Regions from separate parts of the Mus musculus genome. Here all the other regions are linked to region 3. The links are chromatin contacts, called in public HiChIP or PLAC-seq maps. All regions are on one chromosome and are shown on one strand. The core of a region is the stretch at or near the end of the contact, and the rest is flanking DNA. Distances in the headings are between cores, read along the strand shown.

The links. HiChIP or PLAC-seq counts read pairs in DNA pulled down with a chosen protein or histone mark.
Region 1: an H3K4me3 HiChIP or PLAC-seq map of fetal liver shows a contact between it and region 3, with 3 times the contacts expected there. The contact joins the enhancer-like site here to the promoter of Srsf3 in region 3. A contact is called at or near these places in 5 of 39 promoter capture datasets (the 3T3-L1 cell line, the C10 cell line, the HPC-7 cell line and 2 more), 4 of 15 datasets of contacts at CTCF or cohesin (embryonic stem cells, large pre-B cells and pro-B cells), 36 of 484 Hi-C or Micro-C datasets (B cells, the Ba/F3 cell line, CD4 T cells and 21 more), 17 of 115 datasets of contacts at active chromatin or transcription factors (the 230-238 cell line, astrocytes, bone marrow-derived dendritic cells and 13 more) and 2 of 9 other capture datasets (embryonic stem cells and liver).
Region 2: a contact with region 3 is called in an H3K4me3 HiChIP or PLAC-seq map of the SCID.adh cell line, with 9 read pairs. The contact joins the promoter of Pi16 here to the promoter of Srsf3 in region 3. A contact is called at or near these places in 1 of 39 promoter capture datasets (embryonic stem cells), 1 of 15 datasets of contacts at CTCF or cohesin (large pre-B cells), 1 of 484 Hi-C or Micro-C datasets (embryonic stem cells), 3 of 115 datasets of contacts at active chromatin or transcription factors (the SCID.adh cell line, embryonic stem cells and memory CD8 T cells) and 4 of 9 other capture datasets (adipose tissue, embryonic stem cells, liver and 1 more).

The regions. Positions count from the first base shown.
Region 1 is chr17:29,508,597-29,512,831 of GRCm38.p6, forward strand. No RefSeq gene overlaps it. Among named protein-coding and RNA genes, the nearest start is that of Gm26885, 19 kb to the left of the region's middle. Within about 2 kb of position 2,320, at least 59 of the 459 cell types and tissues checked have an H3K27ac peak or open chromatin away from gene starts, as enhancers often do. A contact at or near this core is called in the 230-238 cell line, B cells, the G1E-ER4 cell line and 6 more, where this site is marked.
Region 2 is chr17:29,316,639-29,320,260 of GRCm38.p6, forward strand. It overlaps Pi16 (peptidase inhibitor 16), which reads left to right and starts at 2,244. Exons shown (of 7, transcript NM_023734.3): 1 at 2,244-2,753. The coding sequence starts at 2,577. Gm46603 (a long non-coding RNA gene) reads right to left here. Exons shown (of 4, transcript XR_003952339.1): 4 at 3,146-3,622.
Region 3 is chr17:29,030,770-29,034,934 of GRCm38.p6, forward strand. It overlaps Srsf3 (serine and arginine-rich splicing factor 3), which reads left to right and starts at 1,891. Exons shown (of 6, transcript NM_013663.5): 1 at 1,891-2,017. It overlaps Gm16196 (a long non-coding RNA gene), which reads right to left and starts at 1,854. Exons shown (of 3, transcript XR_876716.2): 1 at 1,747-1,854.

The DNA of each region.
Region 1 (4,235 bases), core at 1,070-3,569, 480 kb after region 3:
GTTCCATCTGCTCTGCCTCCTGAGTGCTGGGATTAAAGGGGTGTGCCACCAAGCTTGGCCTGCCCTTGTTTTCCCCCCACACTTTAAACAAACCTCTTTCTTTATCCTATATATTTGTATCTGCCTGCATGTATCAGATTCCATTACAGATGGTCGTGAGCCACCATGTGGTTGCTGGGAATTGAACTCAGGACCTCTGGAAGAGAAGCCAGTGCTCTTAACCTCTGAGCCACCTCTCTAGCCCCCTCAGGTTTTATTTTGTTTTGCTGTTTTATCTTTGTGTTTTGCTTTGTTTTGTTTTTGTTTTTGCAACAGGGTTTCTTGTGTAGTTCTGGCTGAAACTCCCTCTGTAGACCAGGCTAGGCTCAAACTGAGAGATTTGCCTGCTTCTGCCTCCCAAGTGCTGGGATTAAAGGTGTACACCACCCCTGCCCAGCCAGGGGCACTATTCCTGAGGGGGAGTGGGAATTGAGCGGAGCCGCTAGACTCACAGCTGGAAGCCCCGGAGTACAGGTGTGTTGTGAGCAGATGTGCCTGACAGTCAGAGGCGGAAGTCAGGTGGCTTCTGTGACCCATGACCTCATTCCCTTGAGACAGGGTCTCTCAGAATCTCAAGCTAGCCTTGTAGTCCCAGCAATCCTCCAGACTCTAACCTTCCCTTCCTTCCATATGGCGATTACTGGTGATTTTTTTTTTAACCTGGCTCTTTAAGTGAGCTCTGCAGATTTTCACGCAGGTTGTCATGCTTGTGCAACAAGCACTCTTGCCCGCAGAGCTACCTCCCAGCCTGTGCCTCCCAGCCTGTGCCTCCCAGCCTGTGCACGAATTCTGTTTGGAAACTTGCTGCGTCACTGATCTGCTGTGGACAGAATGGGGTTCCATCCACGGATAACAGAGAATGTTCTAACACAGCTTCACGGTGTCCTGGAGCCATGAAACGAGCTCCTTTTGTATGCCTCTTCCTTCCTTCCTTTCTTCCTTCCTTCCTTTCTTTCAAGATTTATTTATTTAGTGTATAGGAGTACACTGTAGCTATACAAATGGTTGTGAACCTTCAAGTGGTTGCTGGGGAATTTAGGACCTCTGCTTGTCCTCTCAGTCCCTGAGTGCTCTGGCCCAAAGATTTATTTATTATAATAAATAAGTAAAGATGGTTGTGAGCCACCATGTGGTTGCTTGGGATTTGAACTCAGAACCTTCAGAAGAGCAGTCAGTGCTCTTAACCACTGAGCCACCTCTCCAGCCCCTCTACACTCCTGGTTCTTATAAGGTGGTTCCACTTGCACATCTCTGGGCTAACTCCTAACTTCTCACAAAGCCCTTCTGCACTCCTGTTTCCTATAAGTCCACCCCACCCCAGCACCTCTGGGTTCTCTCCCAGCCTGTAGCCTTCCTCTTAATAAATTCTATCCATCCTAGTTCCGGATTCCTCACCAGCCACTGCCTCTACCCCAGGCCCCATCCCCTCATCACCCTGCCTTGCTTAGGCTATTGCAGATGCAGCTCCTGACTGGTTTGTTCTGTGTACCCTAAGCACCCTACAGACAAGCCTCTGCCAAGACACTTAAGGGGGCTTTGTTGTTTGGGTTTTTGAGACAGGGTCTCACTGGCTGGCTGGCCTGGAACTCGCTCTGTAGACCAGGCAATAGATTCATAGAGATCTGTTTTCATCCAAGTGCTAGGATTAAAGGCACTAGACAGCCACTATTCTTGGGCTCTTGTTTGTTTGGAGACAGAGTCTCATGTATCCTAGGGTAGCCTAGAACTTTTTTTTTTTTCCAGCACAGGGTTTCTCTGTGTAGCCCTGGCTGTCCTGAAACTCACACTGATAACGAGGCTGGCCTCAAACACACAGAACTCCACCTGCCTCTGCCTCCCCAGTGCTGGGATTAAAGGTGTACAGGACCACCACCCAGCCGCCTAGAATTTATTTATTTATTTCTTCCTAGCATTTAGAGGATTTGTGGAATGGAGCAGGGTGGTTGGAGGTGGAGGGAAACTAAGGTAGCTTTTGGTCTGTACATGGTAAACCAACTTCACTGCTCTTGGTAGGAAGTGTGGGCTTTTAGCGTGCTAGAAGTAAGGGTGGAGGTTTGGTTAGCCAGAGTCAAAGGTCACCCACAGGTCATAACACGCAGCAGTCAGGGGTCAAGGATGTCAGTCTACCTGAGCTATCTTCAAGTTCCTGAAAAAAAAGAAAAGGAGAAGAGGAAGACAGATGAGGTAACTGTCATTGATGTCACATCAGAACGTGCAGGGCTGCGCTTCACTTAGCTCAGTGACCTTGGAACTCCTGGTGTGAGCGACAGGCGGAGAGGGAATGACCCTTGAGGTCAGAAGTTAAGACCGTTTGTGGTTAGTGTGCCTTAGTTCCTGTGAGAACCCAGGCCCTCTCACCTGAGGTCGACTCTCTGGCCAGCTGACTCTGAGAGGAAGTGCCTTCTAAGTCGCTTTCTGGTTATTGGTAGGATCCAACTACTTGGGGACTGATGTTTGCGAACATTAGTGAATGAAAAATTGAAAATAAGACTGAAGAGATTAGCTCAGCGGTTAAGAGCACTGACTGATCATCCAGAGGTCCTGAGTTCAATTCCCAGCAACCACATGGAGGCTCACAACCATCTGTAATGGGACCCGATGCCCTCTTCTGCTGTGTCTGAAGAGAGCAATGGTGTACTAATATACATAAAATAAATAAATAAATCTTTAAAAAGAAAATAAAAAATAAAGAAGATACCAGTGTTCGTAGGTATGGTGGAAGAGGAGGTTTATTGTAGATGCGAGGGAGAGAGCCAGCAGCTGGGAAGTCCTGGAGAGTCCAGAGTGAACAAGACCTGGCCCTGGGAGGAGAGGGGAGCAAAGGGGAACAGAGGGCTGGAAGAGTAAGGCCAAGTTTCCAAAATGGCTGCGCTATCTAGGGAAGGCAGCTGGGGAAGAACACCCCAGCCTCTGGGCTGGAGAAATTTAGGGTATGCCAGCCATGCCCTGTAACAGGCAGGGACTGAGGGATGCTGGGAGAACCTGGGGCCAGGGTTGCTTTGCTATGTTAAATAGGCACCTCTGGTAGTCATTTGTCCTGGGTTTGAGATCTAACTATAAGTTCCCAGCCAAAGGAACCTCTCTGTAGGGAGACTACCAACTCTGGGGCTCTGTCTTGGTACCACCAGCACTGAAGTCTATACGGTGTTAACAAGAGCTTTTCAGGTGGTGAGAGCTTAGTGGATAAAGATACTTGTGGTCAATCCTGGAACTTGTGTGGTGGAAGGAGATTTCCATATGTGCTCCGCAGCACACTAGTTCTTCCTAGCAAACAAAGAGATGTCATTCATATATATATATACATATACATATATATATGAATGACAGGGTTACACTGTATAGCTTGGCTGGCCTGAAACTATGTAGAATGGGCTGGCTTTGACTGCAAAAAGGCCCTGGGTGTGCTTCTAATTCTAGAGCCCTGGAATTAAAGGCAGGGGCTCCAACCTAGTCAAGACTAATTTATCTATTTATTTATTTATTTATTTATTATTTATTTACTTTGGAGACAGGGTCTCTCTGTGTAGCCCTGGCTGTCCTGGAACTTTCTCTGTAGACCAGGCTGGCCTCCAACTCAGAGATCTGCCTGCCTCTGCCTCCCAAGTGCTTAATATTAAAAGTGACTTAAAATAAGTCACCATCCAGTGACTTATTTTATTTTATTTTAAAGATTTACTTATTTTATGTATGTGAGTACACTGTAGCTCTTCTCAGACACACTAGAAGAGGGCATTAGAACTCATTAGAGATGGTTGTGAGCCACCATGCGGTTGCTGGGATTTGAACTCAGGGCCTCTGGAAGAGCAGTAAGTGCTCTTAACCGCTGAGCCACCTCTCTAGCTCCCTTTTTTAAATTGTAAATTATGTGTGTGTCTGCATGTGCACATGTGTGCTCGAGCTCGGGTACCTTTCAAAGCCAGACGGCAGCAGCGTCAGATCCTTGGAGTAGACAAGCGCGTTCATTTGTTTTGAGTCTGGGTCTCTGTGTAGTCCTGGCTGTCCCCGAACTCTCCATGGGGATCAGGCTGACCTACCTTTGTGGCTTGAGCCCTAGAGTGAAAGGCCTGTGCCACTATACCCGTCCCCAACAGTAAGCCTCATAAATAGACTTTGCATTAAAATGTAAAATTACGGCTGGGCGTGGTGGTGCACGCCTTTAATCCCAGCACTCTGGAGGCAGAGGCAGGTGAATTTCT
Region 2 (3,622 bases), core at 994-3,493, 290 kb after region 3:
TGAGGGAAGCAGCATTTTGTTGGTGGTTTCTAAGGTCCATGGAGTTCTGGTCATCATAGGATCGGGGAGGGGACAGAGCAGAGCGGCTCACGGCACAGCGACCAGGAAACAGAAAAGGAAGCTAAAGGAGGCAGCAAGGGGCAAGCCTCCAAAAGCCGGCTCCAAGTGACCTCCCTTCATCACCACCCCCCCCAACACACACACACTAATGCCACTGTCACCTCTGAATCCATGTTAGGTGCAGATTATCATTGGTCAGCTCAGAGCAGTGTGGAAATGTAGAGAATAGACCAGAAGAGGGTGTCCCCACTCTCACTGCACCTCTGGGACCTGGGTGGAGACTCTAGGAAGTGAGTCCCTCACTGGGACTCATTTCCCACAACCAGGCTCCTGTCCAAGCCTCCAAGCCACCAGCCACTCCAAACCTCACATCATGATGCAGGCAGGGGGCTGGACAGAGGTGGATTAGCCCAAGTGGATGCTGGAGAATGGAATCCGAGAATAAAGCCAGACTGTGGGGCCTGGGGCCCAGTGAGGAGCTGTGCTCAGATGAACACGGACCATTGGAGCCAACTATGTTGCTGGATAGGAAGATAGGAAGTGCTGTTTAAAAAGCATTAGCCTGCTGAGCAGTGGTGACTCACGCCTTTAATCCCAACACTTGGGAGGCAGAAGCAGGCAGATTTCTGAGTTCGAGGCCAGCCTGGTCTACAGAGTGAGTTCCAGGACAGCCAGGACTACATAGAGAAACCTGTCTCGAAAAACCAAAAAAAAAAAAAAAAAAAAAAAAAAAAAAAAAAAAGCATTAGTCTTGCTGGCTGCCAAGGAGCTTAGGTTTGGCATCACAGACCGTCCACCACAGTGGGCAACAGAAAGGAAGGCATCAGAGAGCCTCAAAGATAGATGTGTGCAAAGACTGACCAAGCAGCATTTGTATTAGAGGTGAGGGACAAACATCCATCAGAAGGAAAACAAACAAATATCTAATTAAAAAAAAAAAAAAGGTTAGCCTGGGCCAGGCCAAGCGCCTTTAATCCTAGCACTTGGGAGGCAGAGGCAGTCAGATTTCTGAGTTCAAGGCCAGCCTGGTCTACAGAGTGAGTTCCAGGACAGCCAGGGCTATACAGAGAAACCCTGTCTCAGGGGGAAAAAAAAAGATGTATGTATGTATGTATGTATGTATGTATTTATTTATTTATGTATATAAGTACACTGTAGCTGTACTGATGGTTGTGACCCATCATGTGGTTGCTGGGAATTTGAATTCAGGACCTCTGTGCTCTGGTCGGCCCTGCTCACTCCAGTTGACCTGCTTGCTCCACCCTAAAAGTTTATTATTTTATCTAAGTACACAATAGCTGTCTTCAGACAGTACCAGAAGAGGGCGTCAGATCCCATTACAGATGGTTGTGAGCCACCATGTAGTTGCTGGGAATTGAACTCAGGACTTCTGGAAGAGCAGTCAGTGCTCTTAACTGCTGAGCCATCTCACCAGCCCCCGATTTTTTTTTTTTTTAATAATTACACGCTACATAAATTTTGTTCACTCTTAAGCTGTTCCCCCTCCAGTGCTCATAGATGTGTGCTGCCAGGGACTTCAATTCCATGTGGCATGTCCTCTAGAGAACATCTTTTTAAAAACAGAGGAGGAGGAGGGAAGGAGGGGGAGAGAGGAGGGCTGGAGAGATGGCTCAGCTGTTAAGAGCACTGGCTGCTCTTCTGGAGGACCTGAGTTCTATTCCCAGTACCCACATACATGATAGGAACACCATCTATACATGCATCTACCATCTGTAGATCACAACCATCTACAAATGAGTTGATGCCCTCTTCTGCCATGCAGGTGTACATGCAGATAGAGCACTCACATACATTAAGTAAATAAATATAATTGCGGAGACATAGCAATTAGAGAGCAGCTAACCTGGGCTACATAATGAAGAACTTGTCTGAGACAAACGAGAGACCTCCACACCCCCTGACTTCTTTCCTGTTCCTGTGGATATTCATCCTCTTGTTTAGAAGGCTCTCCTGGGGCTGGAGAGACAGCTCAGCAATCAAGGGCGCCTGCTGCTCTTGCAGAGGACCTGGGGTGGGCACTTAATGTTGCTGTCATGACCCTTGCATCATCTCTCCCTCCCTTGCTCTTTCCGTGGTACTGGCAGCTTCCTCATCTTACCCAATCCTGTAGGGGCAGGTCTGTAAGGTTCCTTCTTTGTTCTGTCCTCTGCACTTAGTAGTGACTGAATGCCACAGCACAGCGCTGCAGCTGCTTCTGGAATTGTGTCCCCTGAGGATCTGTCCCCCTCAGGAGGGATGGTGGAGCTCATATAGCCTTTGGCCTGAGCCCTTTACTGAGAGAAAAGGAGGCTGTTGCCAAGGACTCCAGGGGAGTGGATTCTGCTCTGGTCCAGACCCAAGGCACCCAGCCCTCCTGGAGACATTGTGTGAGCCGGGCTGGGCCTCCAGACACAGCCCCTGCTGCCCCACCCCAGCCAGGGTGGTGCTTGTGTGGGAAGGACTTTAAGTCCAGCTGCCAGACCCCTGATCAGGAGAGGCAGAGAGGGCTGGCCACCATGCACGGTTCCTGCAGCCCGTGGGTGATGTTGCCGCCGCCACTGCTCCTCCTGCTGCTGCTGATTGCCACTGGCCCCACCACAGCCCTCACAGAGGACGAGAAGCAAACTATGGTGGATCTTCACAACCAGTACCGTGCCCAGGTGTCCCCGCCAGCCTCAGATATGCTGCAGATGGTGAGTGTGGCTGGGGGCCACCTCCTGGGCCTGAAGGGTGCGAGGCAAGGCCTGCCACAGTCCTTCTCCTCGCCTCCCCGTGGGGATGCTCTGTCAAGACTCCTTCCTCTCTGGTCAGTGACAGAGTCCCTGGTGCTGTATAATGCACTGGTCCCCATTATCAGCCCCATCTTCTAGATGAGAAAACTGAGGCTCAGAGGGAACTTTGCTCAAGCTTAAGCCCTGGCTCCCCACACAGCAGTGGCCTCCTCCTCAACTCTTCTCAAGATGGGGTGTCCTGGAGGGAAGAGGAAGAGGCAGATGAGCCCAGAAAACACTGGAGGGGGAGGGAGCAAGCCTGAAGGACTTTGGGGCCCACAGTTTAGGTGCCCTTTCCAAAACCCGGTCTCGTTTGGGGCGCATCCTGTAACCATGTGGACTCTCTCAGTGTCTCGTCGGTAAAATGGGGTCACAAGCACACCCACACGCATGGGCTGACTCGCACACATGTAATACTACATGCGGTGAAATATAAAAAGCACATATATAACACACATACAAATTATCTACACAACAGTGAGAGGAATGCACAGACAGTGGAGGCCGAGGCTGGGTGCCGGTGGCCAATCTGGCGAAAAGAACATTTATTATCAGATGGCAGGGTGGAGGCAGGATGTCTGCTCTGGTTTCAGCTGATAAGAGTTAGAATCACTCCCATTCTGTCCTCTCTGAAGTCTGACTGGTCCACCCCACTCCCAGACACCCTCCAGTGGCCAGGAACCCCTGAGCTAAGGGCTAGGTCACACCTGGGAAATACAGCAGGGAACCAGGGATCCTGACATTTAGCTCTTAGCCTCAGCTTGTCCCCTGGGGCTTGGTGACTCTGTGGG
Region 3 (4,165 bases), core at 641-3,140:
ATCTGATGCCCTCTTCTGGTGTTGCTGAAGACAGCTACAGTGTACTCACATATATAAAATAAATAAATCTATTTTTTTTCTTTTTTCTTTTGTTTTTTTTCGAGACAGGGCTTCTCTGTATAGTCCCAGCTGTCCTGGAACTCACTTTGTAGACCAGGCTGGCCTCAAACTCAGAAATCTGCCCGTCTCTTTCCCAAGTGCTGGGACTAAAGGTGTGCGCCACCACCACGCCTGGTGAAATTTTAATTTTTATTTACTTTTTTTTTTTTTTGAGACAGGGTCTCTCTATGTAGCTCTGGCTGTCCTGGAACTATGTAGACCAGACACCTGCTTTCTGCCTCCCAAGTGCTGGGATTAAAGGTAGTCATTACTTTTTTTTTTTTTTTAAAGATTTATTTATTTATTTATTATATGTAAGTACACTGTAGCTGTCCTCAGACACTCCAGTCTGATCTCGTTACGGATGGTTGTGAGCCACCACGTGGTTGCTGGGATTTGAACTCCTGACCTTCGGAAGAGCAGTCGGGTGCTCTTACCCACTGAGCCATCTCACCAGCCTGGTAGTCATTACTTGTTTGTTTTACAAACCAAAAAATTTTGGAACAGAGAATATCACAAGTCATTTAGATACATCAGATTTTTTGTTGTTTTTCAGAAAGTATCTCAAGAAGTTCTTTCTGGCCTAGAACTCACTAAATGTATGAACATAAAGTTCGACTCCTGTTCCCTTGGGCCAAGAGCTGAGATTATGAGGCAGGGAGGAGAGGAAAAAGACAAAAGGACGTTCAAATGAGCCCCATTACTACTATACTAGGCATGTCTAACCCAGAAAGAAAAAAAAAGATCTAGAAGGAAATGAAGTTTTGCTAGAATCTTCTGAAGGTCACAACAAAAACAGGTTTAACAACTGTAGCCTGCACCACAACTCCCTTAGGGGAACAAAAGCATTAGAGTTGTGTCTGAAAAACTGGTTAATATTTTGACCTTTCTTGGAAGCAGAAACAACTAAGTCTCCCCAATAAATCAGAGTAGCCTGAGGGGGGCCAGGCCGAGGATACGTCTGGGAGCTGGAGGCAAACGATGTGGCTTGTCAAACGAGGGTATTCAGCTATCCTGGGGTCTGTGTGTAGAGGCCCAGGGAGACCCACAGGTCTGGCAGCCAGAGCAAAGCCCTTACAAAGGCCGCAGGTGCCCCTCCTAGCATCTGCATGGCGGAGCTGCGTGCTCAGAGCGTAAAGGCAACCTATGCAAAACCTTGCTCTCCTCCTGGGAAAGTGAGCCCTGTGACCGTTTGTCTTGTTTTTTTTTTTGTTTTTTCATGCAGCCTCATCAAGTCGCATTTGCCGCGCGCGCGGTTTGGGCGAGGCGGGAAAGCGAAAGTTGAGCAAACTTTGCAGGCTCTACCCTGCATCGGGGCGCAGACCGGGCACCGTGGGGTACCAGTTAAGTCGCCCAAGCTCGGTGACCTTGAGAGCGACTATAAGGCTCCTTAGTCTGCGATGGATGCCCCACAACGAGGAAGCAAGCGTCCATGTTTCACTCTGACCCGAGCCCGCGGCTGCAGCCGCCATCGCCCGGGATTAATGGCGGCAGAGTCTGGACAGCTTTATTCGGCTGCAGCCTAGGCGGAAGTGGAGGAGAGGGGGCGTCTGCGCGGCTCGCGGGGATGGCCGGGCCGAGCGCCGCATCTGCGGGACAAGCCGGCACGCGGCGACGAGCTCGCGCCACCGCGCGTACCCCACCCACCTGACGGAACGGCCGGCGCGCGCTCCCAGTAACCGCGGTTTCTCGCAGCGTTTGTAGCGCTTACGTCACAGCCTGCGCCGCCTCTGATTGGGTGATCTGGTCAGGTCATGTGGCAGAGCAGGGTGCTATAAATAGGGCGAGGGGACGGTGGTGGTCCGCCATTTCGTGACGCCGCGAGACCGAGAATCTGTAGGAGCAGAACCAGAGGGAAGCGGGTGGGCCTGTCGGAGCGTTAGGATTTGAGCTTGGGCCTTTTGAACCCAGGATCTCGGTAAGGGACCGGCGAACGGAGGGAGGGAGGTGGAGGGAGGGAGGTGGAGTTCCGCAGACTCGAGGTGGGGCCGGGCGCAATGGCGGCACCAGATTGAGACAAAGGGGCGCCGCCGCCATTTTGTGACTTTCGGTCCCGGGCGGCGGCTGGGGCCCCGGGCAATGTTGAAGATGCTTCCAAGTCTGTAAATCCCGGACTTAATCTTTTGTCCTTTGGAGGAAGGCTCGGAGAGGGATTGCTCCAGGCTGGGGTGTGGCCGGCGTGTGTGTGTGTGTGTGTGTGTGTGTGTGTGTGTGTGGGGTAGATCTCTAAATGAATTCTCCACGTCGCGGCCTTTAGTTTGATGGCGCCTTTTTCTTCCTTGCTCCTGGTTTTCTTGGTATAGTGTCTTGAGGACTTTGTATATATTTTTTAAGACAGGTCTTTTCGTATTTACTGAGCCCCTACAGTCTCATCTTTTTTTTATGCCGACTTGGTGTTTGCTTTAAAAATCTTTTCTAATGAGGCTGCGTTTCTTAATGTAAATCATAGTTCACTTTGAGTTGGGTTTTTCTTTGACCTATTTGCTTTTAACAGGTGTGAAAACCGGGGATGGATGAGTTTCATTTGTCTTTTTGTTTGTTTTTTTAATTTTCGCGGAATGGCTTGGTCGCTCAACTGAGTCTTGGGCACAGGGTGGGGTCACGGCAAAATAGGGTTAAATTTTTTAGTTTGATAATAGTCGGTTTGAACATTATGGTGTATAGTAGGGAAGACACTTAAATGGCTTATTAAGTAGGGTTTTCATTTCGGAAGTGTGAAGTTGAAGACTTACTGAGTGTATGTCCTCAAGGTTGTATGTTGTATGTCCTTTTAGTAAAGATTCTTTTACGCAGGAGTTTAGGGTGCACGGTGCAGGCCACTACATGCCTAGCAGACCTCAACATTTACTTTTATGCACTTTTTACTAAAAGACGGGGGGTCACTAGCAAACTTCATAACTGTCATTCCTCTAGCCTGTTGAGCCACAAGCATGCTTGCCTTCCTAGCTATGATAGTTTTGTTGTGGAACCTTTGTGTGGTTCCAAGATATTTATTTTTGTTTGTTCCTGAGACAGTTCTTGCTGTAAATCAGGCTGGCTGTCTTGGTTTACTCAACTTTTTTAGATCTGGTCTCCAACTCATCATTTCCCTCCTCCTTCAGAGTGCTGGGATCAAAGGTGTGTGTGTGTGCGTGCGCACACCACCTTCCTGATGCACTTAGTTTTTGAGACAGGGTAAGTTATGCTTCAACTTCTGCATTCCTTTTTCTGTAGTGCCGGCCTTCTCAGAATTCCCTGCCTCTCCTTGGGATTTCTTTTAAGTGTCTGGATTTTCCATTTCAAGCATTTCACATGTAGGGAATTGTAATGGCCTTTTCTGGTTTTAGAATGTTTTCAAGACTTTTAAACTTAGTAGTAGACAGTATATTCCTGAATACTGTGTCACATTCTAGATCTCCATCTCCTGGTAGTCATTTAGATTGGCACAGCTTTCACTATTGAGAGCAGTGCTGTAGTGAGGCTTTGACATGTTTTTCATTGTGTCTGTAGTTCTGGGGATTAAGTTTCAGTTGCATGCTAGACAAGCTCCCCACCACTGAACCACATTGAGACTTGAATATATGCTTGGAAAACAAATGGAGCCAGGTGTGGTGACTCACAGTTGTCTTAGTCCTTGAGAGCCAGGCTAGCCTGGCCTATCTACAGTGAGACACTTTTCTTAGAACAATAGCACATGGTTTGGCTGCTTGGAGAATTTTAACTGCTTATTAGAGAAGTGTTTAGAAAAAAGTGGTATTAGTGTTAAGACAGTAAAGGAAATTTTTGTGGCAGTGTATCTTGGAAGTATTTGATTGCGACAGGACTTTAACTGTAGCCCTGCCTGGCCTCAAACTTGTGATTTTTTTTTTAAGATTATTTATTTATTCTATGTAAATACACTGTTGCTGTCTTAGACACTCCAGAAGAGAGAGTCAGATCTTGTTATGGATGGTTGTGAGCCACCATGTGGTTGTTGGGAATTGAACTCAGGACCTTTGGAAGAGCAGTCGGTGCTCTTAACCATAACCGCCGAGCCATCTCTCCAGCCCCAAACTTGTGATCTTAATTAATTACTTTTAAAAACTAG